Linked DNA regions of Mus musculus: all the other regions are linked to region 1. The links are chromatin contacts, called in public HiChIP or PLAC-seq and promoter capture Hi-C maps. All regions are on one chromosome and are shown on one strand. Each heading gives the region's core, a stretch centred on a gene start, on an enhancer-like site or on the middle of the called end of the contact. The rest is flanking DNA. Distances are from core to core; before and after follow the strand shown.

Region 1 (3,064 bases), core at 182-2,681:
CCAAAGTTAACTTTTAAAAGTTCCCCTTTTTAAAAATGGATTCTATGATTTATAAAGAATCTGCTTGGTTTACGTTCAAAATAAAAATTTGGGGTGATCAGGAAGTAGAAATCAGCTGCTGGTGCTGAGTGTAGGGAAGAGTTGATGCTGGCAGCTGATAAATGTTTGGGCTGGGAGCACTCCTACCTTGGAGTACTGTGAACATATGTACATAATATGTAAACAAACCAGCATTTGCTGGAAATAACCGGGGCAGCGAGTTCCTCTAACATTACAGAGCAGCGTAAGACGATTAAAATAAGTCAGAATCTACGACAAAACACCCCCTGTCCGATTTCGCTGTTTATCACAGGATTGTTACAAATGACTAAGTCCTAGAAACATGACAGGCCACGCGTTTAAAACATTTCAAATGTTAATCTGAATGCTCTTCAATGTAACACAGAGCACCAACAAGTCTTAACAAGTCGTCGGGTGCCAGACAAAGAAATTCCATTTAAATTCCGGAGGTGGAAAGGTAATTTCAGCGCGGACCACCCTGCCAGCCCACTACATCTTAGAGAGAGATGCGGGGCTTGGGGAAGAGGGCGGGTTGAGCAATAGCTACAGGTGAAGCCTCCGCAGAGCACCCAGAATAAAAGCTGCACCTGCATTTCCTGGCATAGCCTGCTTCGCTGGATCCACTCAGCAACAACGTGACCGTCGGATCCCGGCTCCCACAGACAAACCCGCATCTCAAAACAAACAAACAAAAATGTAGCCCGCGTTCCCGCTGGAACCACAGCTGGGTCACAAAACCAACCGCCCTGGGAGGGACCCACGGGGCGGAAGTGCGCTTTCCTGTGCGGGGACGGGATCTGAGGGAGGCCGGAGCTCTACCCACGTCCTCCCTGGGCCGCGGCTGACCGCGGCCGCCCCGCCGCACGCGCTTCCCCAACAGCCTCCCATGCAGGGCGCGGAGGGTCGGTGGGGAGACGCCGGCGTGGGACGGCGGGCGGGCGGGCGCGGGGACCGCCCTGCCTTCGCGTCCCCAGGCGCCCCCGCCAGCCGGGCCCACCCGCGCGCGGCTCTGCGGCCCCGGAGGCGGCCGCGGCCTGCAGGAGAGTCCCCGGCTGCCGCCCGGCCCGGCCTCCCGCCCCGCGCACCTCTCCTTGGAGTAGAGCTGCAGCTGCTGCTCGCGCTGCCTCTTCCGGGTGAACGCCATGGAGGCCCAGGGCTCGCAGGCCGCCGACTGTCCCGAGCAGTCCCGAGCGGCCGCACCGGGCGGGCAGGCGGGCGGGCGGCCGGGAGCCCCACGCTGCGCCCCAGGGCCCGCGGCGTCCGGACGGCGCTCACCGCAGCATCCTCGCGTGGGGACTCGGGCGACGCCGTGACTCAGGCCCGGAGGAGGGGCGCGCAGTGACCTGAGGCCGCGGGAGCCGCGTCCTACACTGCCCCGACTAACCTCTGCAGCGCTGCTGCGGCGAGGATACCTCCCACGTGAGCCTGAGACCTGCCCGGGAGCCCCCCAGTTCGTTGGCGGCGGGGATTTGAAATAACAAGGTTTTTGGATGTTTAGTCCCAAATTTCAGTCTTTGAAATAAATAATCGATGGGATTTTATTTTATTTTTTTCGCCCGTGTATGGTGTAGCGGTTCTTAGTAATATTCATATTTAGGTTGCAACTATTATCACAGTGATGGGATATTTTTACTATCTCAAAAAGAAACCTTTACCTTTTAGCAATCACTACTCCTAGGTGCATCTCCACAAACCTTTGCCCTAGAAAACAGTACTTAACTTTCTGTCTCTGTGAATTTGCCTAGCCTGGACATCTAGAATAAAAACATCCATACAATATGTGGTCTTTGTGTCTGATTTCTTTCATTTAGCACAATGCTTCCAAGGTTCGTCTGAGGTATAGCACAAGTCAACATTCTATTCCTTTTTATCACGGAAGTGTATTCCATTGTATCACACACTGCATTCCTGTTAATATATTCAACAGTTGCCAGGCACAGCAGTGTTCCCACCTTTTGGCTATAAGCATTCACGTACCCGTTTATGTGTGTAAATGCTTTCATTTCTGTTGAGTGAAGTCGAAATCAAAGGGTGGAGTTTCTAGACTGTTTTAATAAGTCCATCTGTGAACTCTGAAAGTCTGCTACTGTGCTTTCAAAGTATCCATTTAACTCCCACTAGCAGTAAAGAAAGGTTCTTACCTTCAACAATACTTACCTTTTATATTCTGTCCTGCCAACTATGACTCGTATTTCATTGGGGTTATGATTTCTCAATACCCTGAGAATACGCTGGATATTGCTTACCTTTAAGGGACTCTCAAATAACAAGCCTCTAAGTTGTGTGTGTTGAAACACTCCTAGTGTTGGCTTAAGAATCAAGTTCTGCAGGGTTGAAAAAAAAGCACAACAATGGCAACAATTAGCTGTCCTTCATCACTGGCAGCATGTGGGGGAAGATCGGAAGTCATAACTGAAGAGACCTGAGTACCCTATGTCAGTGAATCTCTTCCTTTTATCCGAGTGCTGCACAGACTCTGTAACTACCCTAATGGTCCTTGGGAACGAGCTTGTGTGCATGTGTGCACAATGACATAAGATTATGAGAATGGCTAAGATACCATCTGAAAATTTTCTGTGTGGCAAATAGTATAGTAGATGCTATGGACTCAAAGGAGAGAAATTAATTTGGCTGGAATAAAGTAATTAAAAAATAGACCAGAATCTAAGTTTTCTTTTCATTAAACATTGAGGAAAGATGTGGTCCTGGTAGTGGTGGAGAGTGACAGAGTCTCTCCTTGGCCAAATTCTATCCAGGTCCTGAGTTCTCTCAAGCTTTGATCTTAGCTTACAAAAACGGGGGACTTCCATCTCGTTCCCTCTCCATATTAAGAGCCTTAAAGCTCTGGCATCATTTCTAAGGGTTCCTCCGGATGGCCCTAAGCCCCTTTCAGTACCTGTTCAAAGCTGCCAAGAGATCTTGTTGCTGTCCTCAACTACTGTCTACATAGGCTGGAACTCGTGTGGGGCTGGGGAGATAGCTGCCAGCAAAGTATCTGCCACAT
Region 2 (3,064 bases), core at 162-2,661, 2.5 Mb before region 1:
ATTTTTGTTCATAAAGACAACAGTTGCCAGTGATAGTTTTCAGTTTCAGGAGCCATTTCTGCTGTTGTCAGTGTTTCAGATGAACATCCTGCAACTGCATAGAGTTCTGTTTGTGAGTCATAGGCTGTGCTCAGATTGAGAAATTTGTAGGAGTTCTCAACAAATGGCTAGTTTTCCTTGTAAGAGCTGGATGGTGCTATCACACAGTGAGATGGTAGGTATGCACTGGATATGCACCTTCCTTTAGAAAAAACTGTGAAATCACATTTTAAAAAAGACTATTTTGGGGACTGAACTACTTGGGGCTTCAGTGGTGGAGTGCTTGTTTAGCACACACTGGACTGTAAAATGATCAGTCTACAAAGATCACCTAAGTCTACCCACTCAGCATCTCCTGTTTGAGACCACTTGGATTTCTCATTCAAGTCCTGAGAGTTTTCTTAAAGAAATAAAGAAAGTAAGGGTCATTTCAAAGCACATACCTGGGTACTGGTAGGAAAGAGGGCAAGCTACAAGCAAATTCAAACAAAGGGAAGAACAGAAAATGACAGAATGAGAGGGTAATTCAACCAGGTGCAGGGTAACTGGGCAAAGATGGCTATGCTGGCTTCTGAAACAGCCACAATGAAAGTAAAAAGCCAAATGTCCTGATTAATAACATAAGTATTACATGGCAAAGTGTGAAAAGAGCATTGTGTTTATGTGAGTTTTGGCTCTGCGCCCTATTATCTGGATCATCTGAATGAATTGTTTCACCCTTAAGCATCTTCTGTGTTTTGAAATTATAATTTAAAAAATTGGTTATAGTGACCATAAAGAAACCCATGAGTTGGGTGGGTAGATACTGATATTTGAGAGGCGTGTATTGAGACTGGATTATTCATCACTAAAAGCCACAGTGAACTTTAGGCCAGCCACCTAGTCCTTTCAAAAACCCCAACTATAAAAGATAACACTCTCTTGCATCTGCAGGAAAAGGCTGTCTGAAACCAAACAAAGTGCCCCTTTCCACACCTTCCCTCTTATTGTTCTACCATTTGGTCCATATTGCTGTCTCCTGAGAGTTTTTACTCCTGGACTACCACTGTCCTAGTTTCTTCATCCCCATCTGAAATCATCAGTAAGCAAGAGAAGCATACAAGAGTCCACTGGGCAGCAACTGAAGATTTCAAAAGGAGCTAGATGGAAGTGAGAATAAACAGTACTCCCCCCTCCCCACCAATGCTTAGGGCACAATTTACATAAAGAAGCTGACTGTTGCTTAGACTGTTCTGCTACCAACTAGAATTCTCCCTACTCTCTCCTCCCTTCCCTCCACTCCACTTTTCAATCAGTCCTTCATTCCCTTCAGAGAACCTCCTCTCACTTCCTCTGACTCTGCCTAGTCTAGCCTCATCTACTCTTCCTGAAACTTGAACTTTCTACACAAGGTTCACATTTCCATAATGCAGCATGGAGTACAGGTCTCCTTGACTCTGGGATTATGTGATGGTATAGCTCATTGTATCCTTGCAGTGCTCTGTACTTCTGGAAAGTGCAAAGGCAGAGACGACTGTGATACTTCATACTTTCATTTTCACTTCGTAAAACACTCTCAGAAACATAATTAATTACACTGAAAGTTGCATGTGCTCTGAGAAGTCAGCCTTCCTGGTTTGCAGATGTAAGACTGAGCCTTAGTGCATTCAAGTGACCTGCTCAGTAGACAAAGTTGCCAGTTTTCTTCCTCTGTGCTCCAGGCTGACCCTATTTCTTAGTGTCTATTCTGTTTTCCAAACCTCATAATTGCAGCTATTATCCAAATTCTCATTTATTTCACCAATTCGTACTTACCAAGTTTGTAAATCAGAGATTGTTAAAGTGAATGAGAGCTGCATACTCTGGGAGAAAGTTACACATTAAGAATATTCTAAATATTGTAGTGGGTTCACCCTTTTCATCCACTCTAGAAAATCTTTCAAAAAATGTATAGTACTTTGCACCCATCATTCTTGCCTTACCCTCTACTACTGCAAAAGCTATGAGAGGTGACTTTAGTGAGAGATGACAAAGTACTCTATGCCACAAAATAGCAAGAAAGAATAAGGCAAGAAGCCTGGATCACAGCCAAGTAGAAGATGTATTTTTCCTCCTGGATAAACGTGTTGGTTTGCCCTTTTCTTGTAGTAACGACTTCTGAAGAGGAAGTTCCTTGGGACGCTGCAGATCCTGGAGGGTGTTTTCAGTTTATAGGCTACACTTGGCAACCAGTGTCATCCCTGTCTGTTTCATTCACTTCAATATACATGTCCTTGTGGAACAGCATTCCAATCCCATGATGACTTCAGCAGAGGATTCTCACTGTGAAGAGTGTCTTTCACAACCCAAATAGACCACAGTTCTCCACCTCCTGGGAAAAACAAACTATATTATTATCATCACCACCAAAAACTCACACCAGCTTTCTTCTGCCACAGCGCAGTCATGGGTCTGTTCGCCTCCAATCTTGTGTAGCCTCCTGGCATTCCCTAAGATGAGTGTGTGGGTGACTGCCTCATTCAGTTACCTCTTCTGTCTCCAATTTTATTTCCTGCTCATTTAAAACTTTGCACTGGGGGGATGCATGAGAAGGTGTGGAAAGCTGAGAGGGGAAGGAATGTTCGTGAGGGAATTACACCTTCAGTGGTTGGAGGTGTGGCTAAGTTTATAATCCTGTTTTACTTCTAGCTCTGTGTGTGTGTGTGTGTGTGTGTGTGTGTGTGTGTGTGTGTGTGTGCGTGTGTGTGTGTAGGCTAGGTCAGCCTCAGGAACACTACCTTCTGTGAGACAGAGTCTCTCATAGTCCTGAAGCTTATCTGTTAGCTAAATTGGCTGTCTAGTGACCTTCAGAAATTCTCTTGTTGCTGCCTTTCTAGTGTGTTACTGCATTTGGCATCTTATTTGAGTTCTTGGGATCAAACTTAAGTCCTTACACTTTTGAGGCAAGATCTAGTTTGACTACATTATATCTCCTCAGCCTTGGATAATTTTCTGAAGCTTAGAAGTCTTGTGTGTTCTGCATCTATAAAATGCCAGCACTAGAGAG
Region 3 (3,064 bases), core at 207-2,706, 2.2 Mb after region 1:
CTTTGAGGGATATAAACTTATTATAAGTGGAAGACTTACATTAGATTTGTGATTTTTGGTTTATGATACTGGAGCTATAAAAAAGTAGATTTTCAATGTCACATTTTTTTCCCTGTAGTGTTAATGTTTTCTTCTGATTATCTGTAAACTATTTGATGACTATGTTTCTTTTAGAAATCCAACTTATGGCGAAAGAAAACCAGAATCAATGCACTTAAATAAGCAACAATTGTAAAAAAATTTTTTAAAAAAAAGAGTAAAACTATTTCTATTAGGAGATAGATGTCTAACTGATTAAGCTGCAGTATAAATGAAGCAGTTTTGGCAAGTCATTTGTCCATATAAAACTGTGTGATTCTAAGCTCAGTAGTAGTACAACCATCAGTGGGCCAGATTAGCATGCTTTGCCTTTTCTCTACGATTTTTGAGTTCAATAGCACTTACACAGCTGTCATAGCTGGCTGTATAACCTCCTTCCTTATTTATAAGTGAGTGCAGTCTTTAGCCTAATAAAACCATACTGGAGTTTACAATTGTTGACCGTTTATAAATCTGCTCCGTGTTTCACACACAAAAGATGCTTAGTAAATGTTTAAATATCTATTACACAAGAGGGAAACTAATTTAAAAAATGTCTTCAAGGTTAATATTCATCTTGTACCGGAAAGAGAAATGGGCAAGAAGGTCGGCTATTCAAAGCTGGAAGATGATATTTAGTGCCACATTGGCGAAGGAATGATGAAAACACTCCAGTTCTGACACGTTTAAAAATGGGCACACATCCTATTTCTTTGTTTCATAACCATTGCGCTATCCCTTCGTTTTTTGGCATGCTAACAAATTCAACTAAAATCAATGCTCTCTAGTTAAAACTTTTTGATTTAGTGGCAGATCCCGCTGTCCTATCACCGAGGACGTCAGTTAAAGCCAAGTGGTGAGGCAGGGATGGATCTATTTGAAAGGAAAGGCGTCCATCCTAGGTATTTCGTGTGGGAAAATCATCTCAAGTTGAAGGATAATTACAGAAGAGACACCCAAACACCCCTAGCCTCCTCGGTCCGCACCGGGCTGGCCACCCCTCGCGGTGGCGGGGGGTCACTACGGGCTCCGGGCCTCCGCTTCCTGCCCCAGGGCGGCGCACCGCGGCTCCGGGAAGGTGCTGCGCGGAAACGTGGCACCCTCTGCACCCGCGCGAGAGCGCTGGCAGCAGGCGGCCCGAGAGGCTGCGGCGGCCGCGCACCGGGACCGACACCCGCCCGCTGCGCCGGCGCCCGGCGGGACGGGAAGGGGCGGCCGCCCGCGCCGCGCCGCCCCCTTCTCTCGGCCTCTCCGCGGCCTCCGCCACCCCGGCCGAATTCTTGCATAAATTATGCCAGGCGCGCCTGACGTCAGGTGGCGGCGCGCGGGCGCGGGCGCGCCGCGGAGAGAGCCGGCCGCGGGCGCGCGCGGCCCGGGAGGCTCGTGCGCGCGGCGTGCAGGGCGCGCGCAGGCGCTGGCGTGCTGGGGCCGCGGCGGCGGCGGCGGCGGCGGCGGCAGCGGTGGCGGCGGCGGCGCGGGGGTTGAGCCGTGGTGGTGCGGACGCGCTCGTGCTCGGGAACTATCGGATTAAACTTGAATCGAGTGGAATTACACAAAGGAGCGCCGCGGAGGAGGCGGCCCGGGGACCCGGAGACCCCGCAACTCGCCAGAGCCCCGTCCGCGCGCGGCCAACTCCGCGTCCGTGGATCAGCCCCCGGCCGCGGCCGCCGAGCCAACTCCGGAGCCGCTCTGCGTTTTGTTCCCCACGGCGCGCGGCGGCTGACTAGCCCGAGCGAAGGAGCGAGCCGGTGAGCGCAGACTTCCCCGGCGCCCCCGGGAGGGGCGGCGGCAGGAAACCGTGCCGGGCCGCGGCCGCGCGGAGTTGCGAGAGGGGAGTTGGGCGTGTGCGGGGCGCGGGGAGAGGTGCGCGGGGGCCGCGGTCGGCAGGAGCGTAGCGCCGCCCGCCCGGTCGCCTGCGTTGCTGCCGCCGGGGCCCGAACCCGCGGCCCGAGCGCCGCCCCGCGCCCCAACTTTTGCCTGCGTCCGCGGGGCCGGCGGCGGCGGGGGCGCGCGGGGCGGCCGAGGGTCACTTCCTCGCATGTAAATGGCTTTTTGTTGTGCTGCCGGCGTCGGGGGGGACGGGGACAGGAGGGAGCGTGTCTGCGCTCTGGGGAGCGCGAGCGCGTTTCCTCCCGCCGGCACCGAGCACGAGTTGCCGGCTGCGTTCGAGAGAAAAGGGAAGGAGGAAAAAGTTGGGTTCCAACTCCGGCGCGAGCGGCGGCGGGCGCGCGGGCGCGGGGCGCTGAGCGCGGGGCTCGGGGACGGCGGCGCCCCCCGCCTCGCCCCCGCCCCCCGCTCCGGCCCGACCACGCCGCGCTCGCCGGGAGCGGCGGCCGCACCGGCGCGAACAAAGTGCGTCCCTGCGGGCGCGGCGGCGCTAGCCCGTGCGGGGACGGCCACGGGCGAGGTGGGTCGGCGGCAGGGAAAGTGCGCGGGGCGCCGCGTGGGGCGGGGGCGGGGGTGGCGCGAACACGCGGCGCGGGGGGCGTCCCGAGCCCAGCCGGTGGCGGCGGCGGTCGCAGAGTTCCGAGCCCGCAGCTAGGGGTTCCTGGGGCTCCCCGGCAGCTCCCAAGTGCGCGAGGACGAGAAGAAAGGGAGCCGGGCTGGGGCGAGTGCGGGCGGGCGACCGGGGGACCCCACCTTGCCGAGCTGGCCGGGCCGCCAGCGGCGGCATAATAGCGACTTTAATCCGCGATCCCAACTCGCGTCCCCGCTCCCCTCCCCCCAGCCTGTCGGGGGTCCGGGCGGGGGCGGGGGTCGCCAGGTGGCCCCGGAGCGCCGGGGTTACGCGGTGGCCCCGCGGAGAGCCGGCTCGGGGCGCGAGCGGCCGAGGTGGCTGGAGGCCGAGCGGTCAGCGAGAGAGGAAGGAGGGTGGCGGGGAACGCGTTGTTTGTTTGCTTCGCACCGGGGACAGGGCTCGCTGGGGGCGCGGGCGGGGCGCGGCGGGGCGCGGTGCGGGGTGGGCGAGGCGGCGCGGGTTGAGTGG
Region 4 (3,064 bases), core at 308-2,807, 2.2 Mb after region 1:
TGTTGTTTTGTTTTATGAAATAGTTTTCACTATGTTGCCCAGGCTAGTCTCCAACTTAGAGGTTCAAGTGATCCTCCTGCTTCAGCTTCCACAGCTGGGATAATAGATACAGCCTCACTAAGCCTTGGCAGAAAAACAATGTATCCCAGCCCCACACAAATTCAAGGCTCGAGTGGGCTTTGGTTTTTTTTTTTTAAGAATTATTTATTTTATGTATATGAGTACACTGTCGCTGTCTTCAGACACGTTAGAATTGGGTATCAGATCCCATTAAGATGGATATGAGCCACCATGTGGTTGCTGGGAACTGAACTCAAGACCTCTGGAAGAGCAGTCAGTTCAGATGGCTTAGCCAACCTCTAAGCCATCTCTCCAGCCCCAAGAGTGCTTTTCAAATGAGTCCCTATGCCATGTCTTAATTCCAGATCTGTGATAGAGGGGAAGCTAAGACACTAAAAGTCAAAATTCAACACCTGCCTTGGCAACTTAGTGAGATGTCTCAAAATATTAAGAAGTAAAAAGAGTGGGGGGTGTAGCTCAGAGGGTTCAATTAGCATGCATGTTTTTCTTCGGTTTTCAGGGAGGGGCAGAGGAAAAGAGGGGCAGGCACAGGGGTGGGGTAGGCAAATGTAGATTTCAATGTATCCTTCCCAACTCTTACCCTTATCAGAAGGCCACGCTCCATACTTCTGGAGCATTTTAGCACAAAGCAGGTGAATACGTTTCCAGATACAGGTTTTCCTGTCTTAACCGGCTCTTTGGCCTTAACATCAGGATGAGACAGACATGGTATGAGGTAGAGTGGAAATAAAGGCGATGAGTAGAGAGAAGAGAACAGTGTTTACAAAAAATGTTTCCCGTTCTAGCACTCCATGGGGCCTCTGCCTGTCGCAGGCTGTGTTTTCTTTGAGCTGTGTCTCCCCTTAGCTTTGGGGGCTGGGCTCTCTTCCAGCGCTAGTATCAGACAGCTGCAGTTCCACCTCCAGCAGCTGGGGGGCTCTATTCCACCACGGCCCACTCAGAGAAGCGATTAATTCTCACCCTTTTCCTGTCACATAAAGGAGGTGACTTCAAAGGCCACAGAACATTCTTCTCAACAGTACAGAGGGTATAGACTGCCACCTGCCTGCCCGTTTGACACTAAGGGGGCCCACCCTGTGCTGCTCTGGCCATCCTTGTTGTATGAAGCTGATTCTAACATCAGACACCTTCCACCAAGACCTCAGAAACCCAGCTCCCTTCCTTAACTCTCTCTGGATTTTTTTTTTCCAATCTCCCAGAGTTTTGGAGCAGGCTGCTGGACATCTCCCATCTCTACCTAGCTGAGGACAGTGTCTCCTGCCCCTCAACTCCCATCCTTCTGCAAAAGGGCTCCCTTGTCTTCGCTGCCCAAGTTCCTCGTATCCAAATAAGGAAGCACACAGCTTCCACTGTTCCCGTTGCCACTGGCGCTTCTTGCTTAATTATCTGTTCTCTGGTTGCATTCTACACATCATCATGAGCCGAACATGATGATGTCATCATTGACCTCCAGATGACCTCAGTGGACAAAGACCTTAGATTCCTCCATTCCACCGGGGCACCATTGCCACTTCCAATAGTTTTCTGTCGCACTATACACTCTAGACCTGTCCTCATTTCTCCTTCCTTCCTTCCTTCCTTCCTTCCTTCCTTCCTTCCTTCCTTCCTTCCTTCCTTTCTTTTTTCCTTTCTCTTTTCCTTTCTTCCTTCCTTTCTTTCTTTCTTTCTTTCTTTCTTTCTTTCTTTCTTTCTTTTTTTCTACTTTTTTAGACAGGAAAAAAGGAACTCACTATCCTGGAACTCACTTTATAGATCGGGCTGGCCTGGAACTCACAAACATTTGCCTCTGCCTCCAGGGTGCTGAAATTAAAGGTAAGCACCACCATACCTGGCTCTATGTCCTTATTTCTTGTGACCATTCTGTTGGGAAATAAAACACCCACACTGCCATTGGACATTTAACTTTGTCTTGGGTGGAGCATGGTGGGTTTGTGCATGGCTTCCTTTGGCACAATGAGTTCTATACGGTTGGCACAATTACTATCTCTGCCTCACAGGTAGGTAAGGATGGAGGATGCTGGCCTTGGAGTTCTTTGGAGGTAAGAGATGAGCTCAAGGTGACAAAGTTAGTAGGCCACAGCTAGACACAACCCCAGCACCGTGAAGTTTCATCAGAAAAGCTTCCTGCTCCTCTTCAAGAAGATGGTCGTTCAGATGCTCTGGGCTTCACCAACAGCCTTCCTCAGGACCCATGTCTGCACTGTCTCGCCACATAGGGAAGTACTGGACTTTCAAATGGCCTCATGAACTTTTTATAACGAAACAGAACATACACAAAAGTAGAAAGAAATGTGCAGTGTTGCCTCCCTCCCTGGGTATTATAAGTCCAACATACATCAATGTATGGCCTCTCTTGTCTGTGCTCCACCATTTCTTCACACTGTTAATGCAAGTCCCAGAGGTCACGTCAGTTCGGCTTTAAGCATAGTTATGTGTGCATGACAATCCAGCCATCACCAAACAGCACCTGGTCTTATAAGATCAAAATGGAGCTGAGAGAACCCTGATACCTATAATGTCATAGCCACCCTAAAAGTCTTAGCACATTATATCACTCTTGTATTTGTGGTGACACTGATGTAAATATACCTACCGGTCAAGTGCAGGAAGGCCCTGGGTTTGGTCACCTGCAACTGGAGGGAGAAAGGGAGGAAGGGAGGGAGGGATAGATAGATACTATCTTGGAGAGAGGAGACTGTAAAGGAAGATTTCAAGTTCACAACCCGTCTGGGCTTCTTTGAGAATAATGTCAAAAAAAAAAAAAAAAAAAAAAAGAGCCAGGTGTGCTGACATACACCTTTAATCCCAACACTCAGGAGGTAGAGGCAAGTAGATATCTGTGAATTCAAGGCCATCCTGGTCTACAAAGTGAGTCCAGGACACCCAGGGCTCTGTTACACAGAGAAAAACTGTCTCAAAAACAAAACAAAAAACAGAACAAAACAAGCAAGCAAACAAACAGAAAGAACAGTACATGTGGTTG
Region 5 (3,064 bases), core at 390-2,889, 2.1 Mb after region 1:
TATATGGCTGTGAGGTTTTTTCTGTGTACCTCTTTCCCTTCATAATTTCCCTGTGTCTCCTGTATAGAGTTCTATATGTGTATATCTCAGCACACAAGGCCTTGCATGGCCTGCCACAACTTCTCTGGCTAGCTGTCTGCTCTAGGGACTGTTCTTGATTACAAAGGAGGCTAGGCTCCTACAGTCTACAGAGTTGTCCTTCGGGAGCTGAGATAGTAAAGACCACACTCTGAGAGTAAGGACCCGAGTTTCTGAACAGACACCCAGAAAAGATGACTTGAGTGAAGTCCCTTAGGCAAAACAGCCTCAAGCCTGAAGCACCCGGGGAAGGTCCCAAAGACCAGTGAACCCCATTTTTTTCAGTTGCTTTTCACATCAAGTTCCTGAGCCTTTAGCAAACCACCTCCCTAGTAATGAAGAAAAACCTAGTGAGGTCCTGCTTGTCAGTTGTGCAAATGAAGTAGCAACCAACTTCAGTCATCCTAGCATGGTACCATCAACTATAATCACAGAATGGTTGATTCCCAAGGGAAGGGATGACAGTCAGCAGGAGGCTGGCCACGAAAGCCACAAAAGCCCACTCATTCCTCCTCCAGCAACAGAAGAGAGATGGAAGCATTAAATCAGCTTCCTTACACAACTCTTAAATTTCCTGAACAGATCCACGAACATCATTCTGCTATATTCTCTCTGTTTCTCTGTCTCTCTCACTTTGTGTGTGTGTTTCTCCTTCTATTGTGGTTTCCAGAGAATGAACTCAAGACAGGCTTGCATGGCAAGTGCTTTTATCTGTACATTTTGGGGACACACTTTTTTTTAGATAGGGTCTCATGCTTGACCCCTCAGTGTTGTAAAGAATGACCCAGAATTCCTGATCCTCCTGCCTCTATCTCCCAAGTGCTGAGATTATAAATGCATGGCTTACTTGTAGTAACCTTTGTCCTTTTGATAGTCACTTTCTTGTAAGTGGGCTCTCTAGAAAACTGTTTCAGATAGTAAACTAACTCTGTCCTCCACCTTCTTTAAAATCTGGGCTTTTAAAGAACTGGGTTTGCCTCTAGTTGGCAGCACTGGCAATATATACAGAATATATTCAAAGGCAAAAGTACCTTCAAACTGCATGCACACACATATGTTTTTTACTAATTCCATCATGTCATACCAGGTATTTCCTTTCATGTTGCTTCTGTATTTATTTCAGTTTTTCGTACAATACATACACAAAACATGATTAAGCCATATATTGTACACATTACACCTATACACAACATTGCACTTAGAATCCTGGTCTGATAAACAGCATGCAAATGTATATTTACTTCAATATTTATACAGTTGGGTTTTTTTTTACATCTTTTTAAGAGCGACATAACAGCATTATAGGGACATACCACGATTACACACACACACACACACACACACACACACACACACACACACACACACACACAGAGAGAGAGAGAGGGCGGCGACTGAACCTAGCAGGCTCCGTTTCCTCGCGACTCCCCGAGCCCCGGCCTGGTAGGCGGGGCTCCGGGGTAGGCGGGACTCCGACCGGAGGGCGCGGCCGCGGCTCCTCCCCTCTCCTCCGGCGGCGCAGGCGGCGGCAGCACTTCCGGGTCGGCGCGGAGGCGGGGCGGAGGCGCCGCGGCTGTTATTGTTCCGAAGGGCTGGGCCGCTGTGCTCCGCGCTCGGCGCTGTCAGTTCGTCCCGCTGCCCCTCGGCCTTTGCTGCTGGCTCTGACGGCGACCGACGGCGGGCGGGGCCCGGGTTCGCGGCCGAGCGGCGCCGGTGAGGGCGCGGAGGAGGCGCACAGCGGGAGGAGGAGCCGTGAGCCTGGCACGGAGCGGCCGCGGCCATGGCGTACGCCTATCTCTTCAAGTACATCATCATCGGCGACACAGGTGAGGCCGGCGGCGGGCCGGGGGCGACCGGGGCGGGCAGGCGGGGCAAACGGCGGCGGCGGCGCCGAGCGGCGCGGGTCGGGGGCGCAGCGCCTCCCTTCCTCCCATCCTCCCTCGGTCCCCTGGCCGCCGCTCCATTTCCGCAGTGCTGGCGCTGGTGACGTGGGCGCTGCGAGCGGCCGCGGCCTGCCTGGGCCTTCCTTCCCTGCTCCGCCCGGGCCCGCTGCAGCCAGGCCCGCGGCAGCCGTTTGCCACTTCCCGGAGAGTGTGACAGCAGCACGGCCGTCCCCGGGGGGCCCCCGCCTCGACTGTCTCCGCGGCCCGGGGAGAGAGAGGGAAGTCGAACGAATTGGAGCGTGACGGGCCCCGGTCCAGATTTTTCTCCCTGGTCCCACCTCCCCGACCTGCACGCTTCCGTCTAGGCCCTGGCAAGGCGCACCCTGAAGTGGGACAGCCTTTTGGGGAGGAAAAAAAAAAATTAAAAAAGGAAAAGAAAAAAACCTAAATTTTTTTGGAAATATCCTCAATCTCCAAGTCCGAATAAGTGAGATCACATGACTCGATGGCAGGGCAATTCTTCTCGGGATCATTAAAGCACCATTGAGCTCTGGCGACTTTTGCCACGTGTATGCTGGCATTATTTGACTTGATAGTAATGCAAGGCAGGTCAGTGGGCTGGGTGTGAGCATACTGTGGGTATGCTGACTTACTACTGATTTTTTTTTCTTTTTTTTCGGTTTTGTCAAGTCCAGGATCACAACTGTTAATTTTCAGGTGACCTCGTGTACATTTGTAGCAAAAAAAAAAAGGAAAAAAAAGTTCCCACTTAAAAATAGCATCCTCATAAGTTTCTGAAGCAAATAAGCAAGCTGTTCATGAAATACTTTGAATACCTGCGATTTGGGCCATATTTCGAATCTAATAATAAACGTAAAGCTTATTTAGGTGTTAAAACTATTAATACACTAGAGTCTGATTTCAGTGGTGAGTGTTGCACAACCTGGACCCCTTACACAACTTTGTAAATGTAGAAGCATCTTGAGGTTGCCCTATGATGTAGCAGGTTCTATAAGTAACTCTGGAAGTATGTTGATTGCTACCTAACACAAACTTCCTGCAGTTAATACAGTTTTTCAGCCGTGTGTGTGTGTGTGTGTGTG

The links. Promoter capture Hi-C pulls out the DNA fragments that hold promoters and counts their contacts. HiChIP or PLAC-seq counts read pairs in DNA pulled down with a chosen protein or histone mark. Capture Hi-C pulls out chosen DNA fragments and counts their contacts.
Region 2: a promoter capture Hi-C map of liver shows a contact between it and region 1, with 2.9 times the contacts expected there. The contact joins the enhancer-like site here to the promoter of Nsmaf in region 1. A contact is called at or near these places in 12 of 39 promoter capture datasets (the 3T3-L1 cell line, 3T3-L1-derived adipocytes, the C10 cell line and 8 more), 5 of 115 datasets of contacts at active chromatin or transcription factors (astrocytes, embryonic forebrain, embryonic stem cells and 2 more) and 2 of 9 other capture datasets (adipose tissue and liver).
Region 3: an H3K27ac HiChIP or PLAC-seq map of large pre-B cells shows a contact between it and region 1, with 6 times the contacts expected there. The contact joins the promoter of Chd7 here to the promoter of Nsmaf in region 1. A contact is called at or near these places in 2 of 39 promoter capture datasets (both in liver), 1 of 115 datasets of contacts at active chromatin or transcription factors (large pre-B cells) and 1 of 9 other capture datasets (embryonic stem cells).
Region 4: a contact with region 1 is called in a promoter capture Hi-C map of liver, with 2.6 times the contacts expected there. The contact joins the enhancer-like site here to the promoter of Nsmaf in region 1. A contact is called at or near these places in 4 of 39 promoter capture datasets (hippocampal neurons, liver and pre-B cells).
Region 5: a promoter capture Hi-C map of liver shows a contact between it and region 1, with 4 times the contacts expected there. The contact joins the promoter of Rab2a here to the promoter of Nsmaf in region 1. A contact is called at or near these places in 7 of 39 promoter capture datasets (the 3T3-L1 cell line, the C10 cell line, cranial neural crest and 3 more), 3 of 484 Hi-C or Micro-C datasets (CD4 T cells, CD8 T cells and pre-B cells), 5 of 115 datasets of contacts at active chromatin or transcription factors (astrocytes, extraembryonic endoderm stem cells, large pre-B cells and 2 more) and 3 of 9 other capture datasets (adipose tissue, embryonic stem cells and liver).

The regions. Positions count from the first base shown.
Region 1 is chr4:6,452,840-6,455,903 of GRCm38.p6, forward strand. It overlaps Nsmaf (neutral sphingomyelinase (N-SMase) activation associated factor), which reads right to left and starts at 1,432. Exons shown (of 31, transcript NM_010945.2): 1 at 1,146-1,432. The coding sequence starts at 1,204.
Region 2 is chr4:3,952,675-3,955,738 of GRCm38.p6, forward strand. No RefSeq gene overlaps it. Among named protein-coding and RNA genes, the nearest start is that of Chchd7, 15 kb to the left of the region's middle. Within about 2 kb of position 1,412, at least 78 of the 459 cell types and tissues checked have an H3K27ac peak or open chromatin away from gene starts, as enhancers often do. A contact at or near this core is called in the HPC-7 cell line, hematopoietic stem and progenitor cells, liver and 1 more, where this site is marked.
Region 3 is chr4:8,688,950-8,692,013 of GRCm38.p6, forward strand. Chd7 (chromodomain helicase DNA binding protein 7) reads left to right here and starts at 1,457. Exons shown (of 38, transcript NM_001277149.1): 1 at 1,457-1,826.
Region 4 is chr4:8,665,869-8,668,932 of GRCm38.p6, forward strand. No RefSeq gene overlaps it. Among named protein-coding and RNA genes, the nearest start is that of Gm8273, 20 kb to the left of the region's middle. Within about 2 kb of position 1,558, at least 126 of the 459 cell types and tissues checked have an H3K27ac peak or open chromatin away from gene starts, as enhancers often do. A contact at or near this core is called in liver, where this site is marked.
Region 5 is chr4:8,534,005-8,537,068 of GRCm38.p6, forward strand. Rab2a (RAB2A, member RAS oncogene family) reads left to right here and starts at 1,640. Exons shown (of 8, transcript NM_021518.3): 1 at 1,640-1,904. The coding sequence starts at 1,859.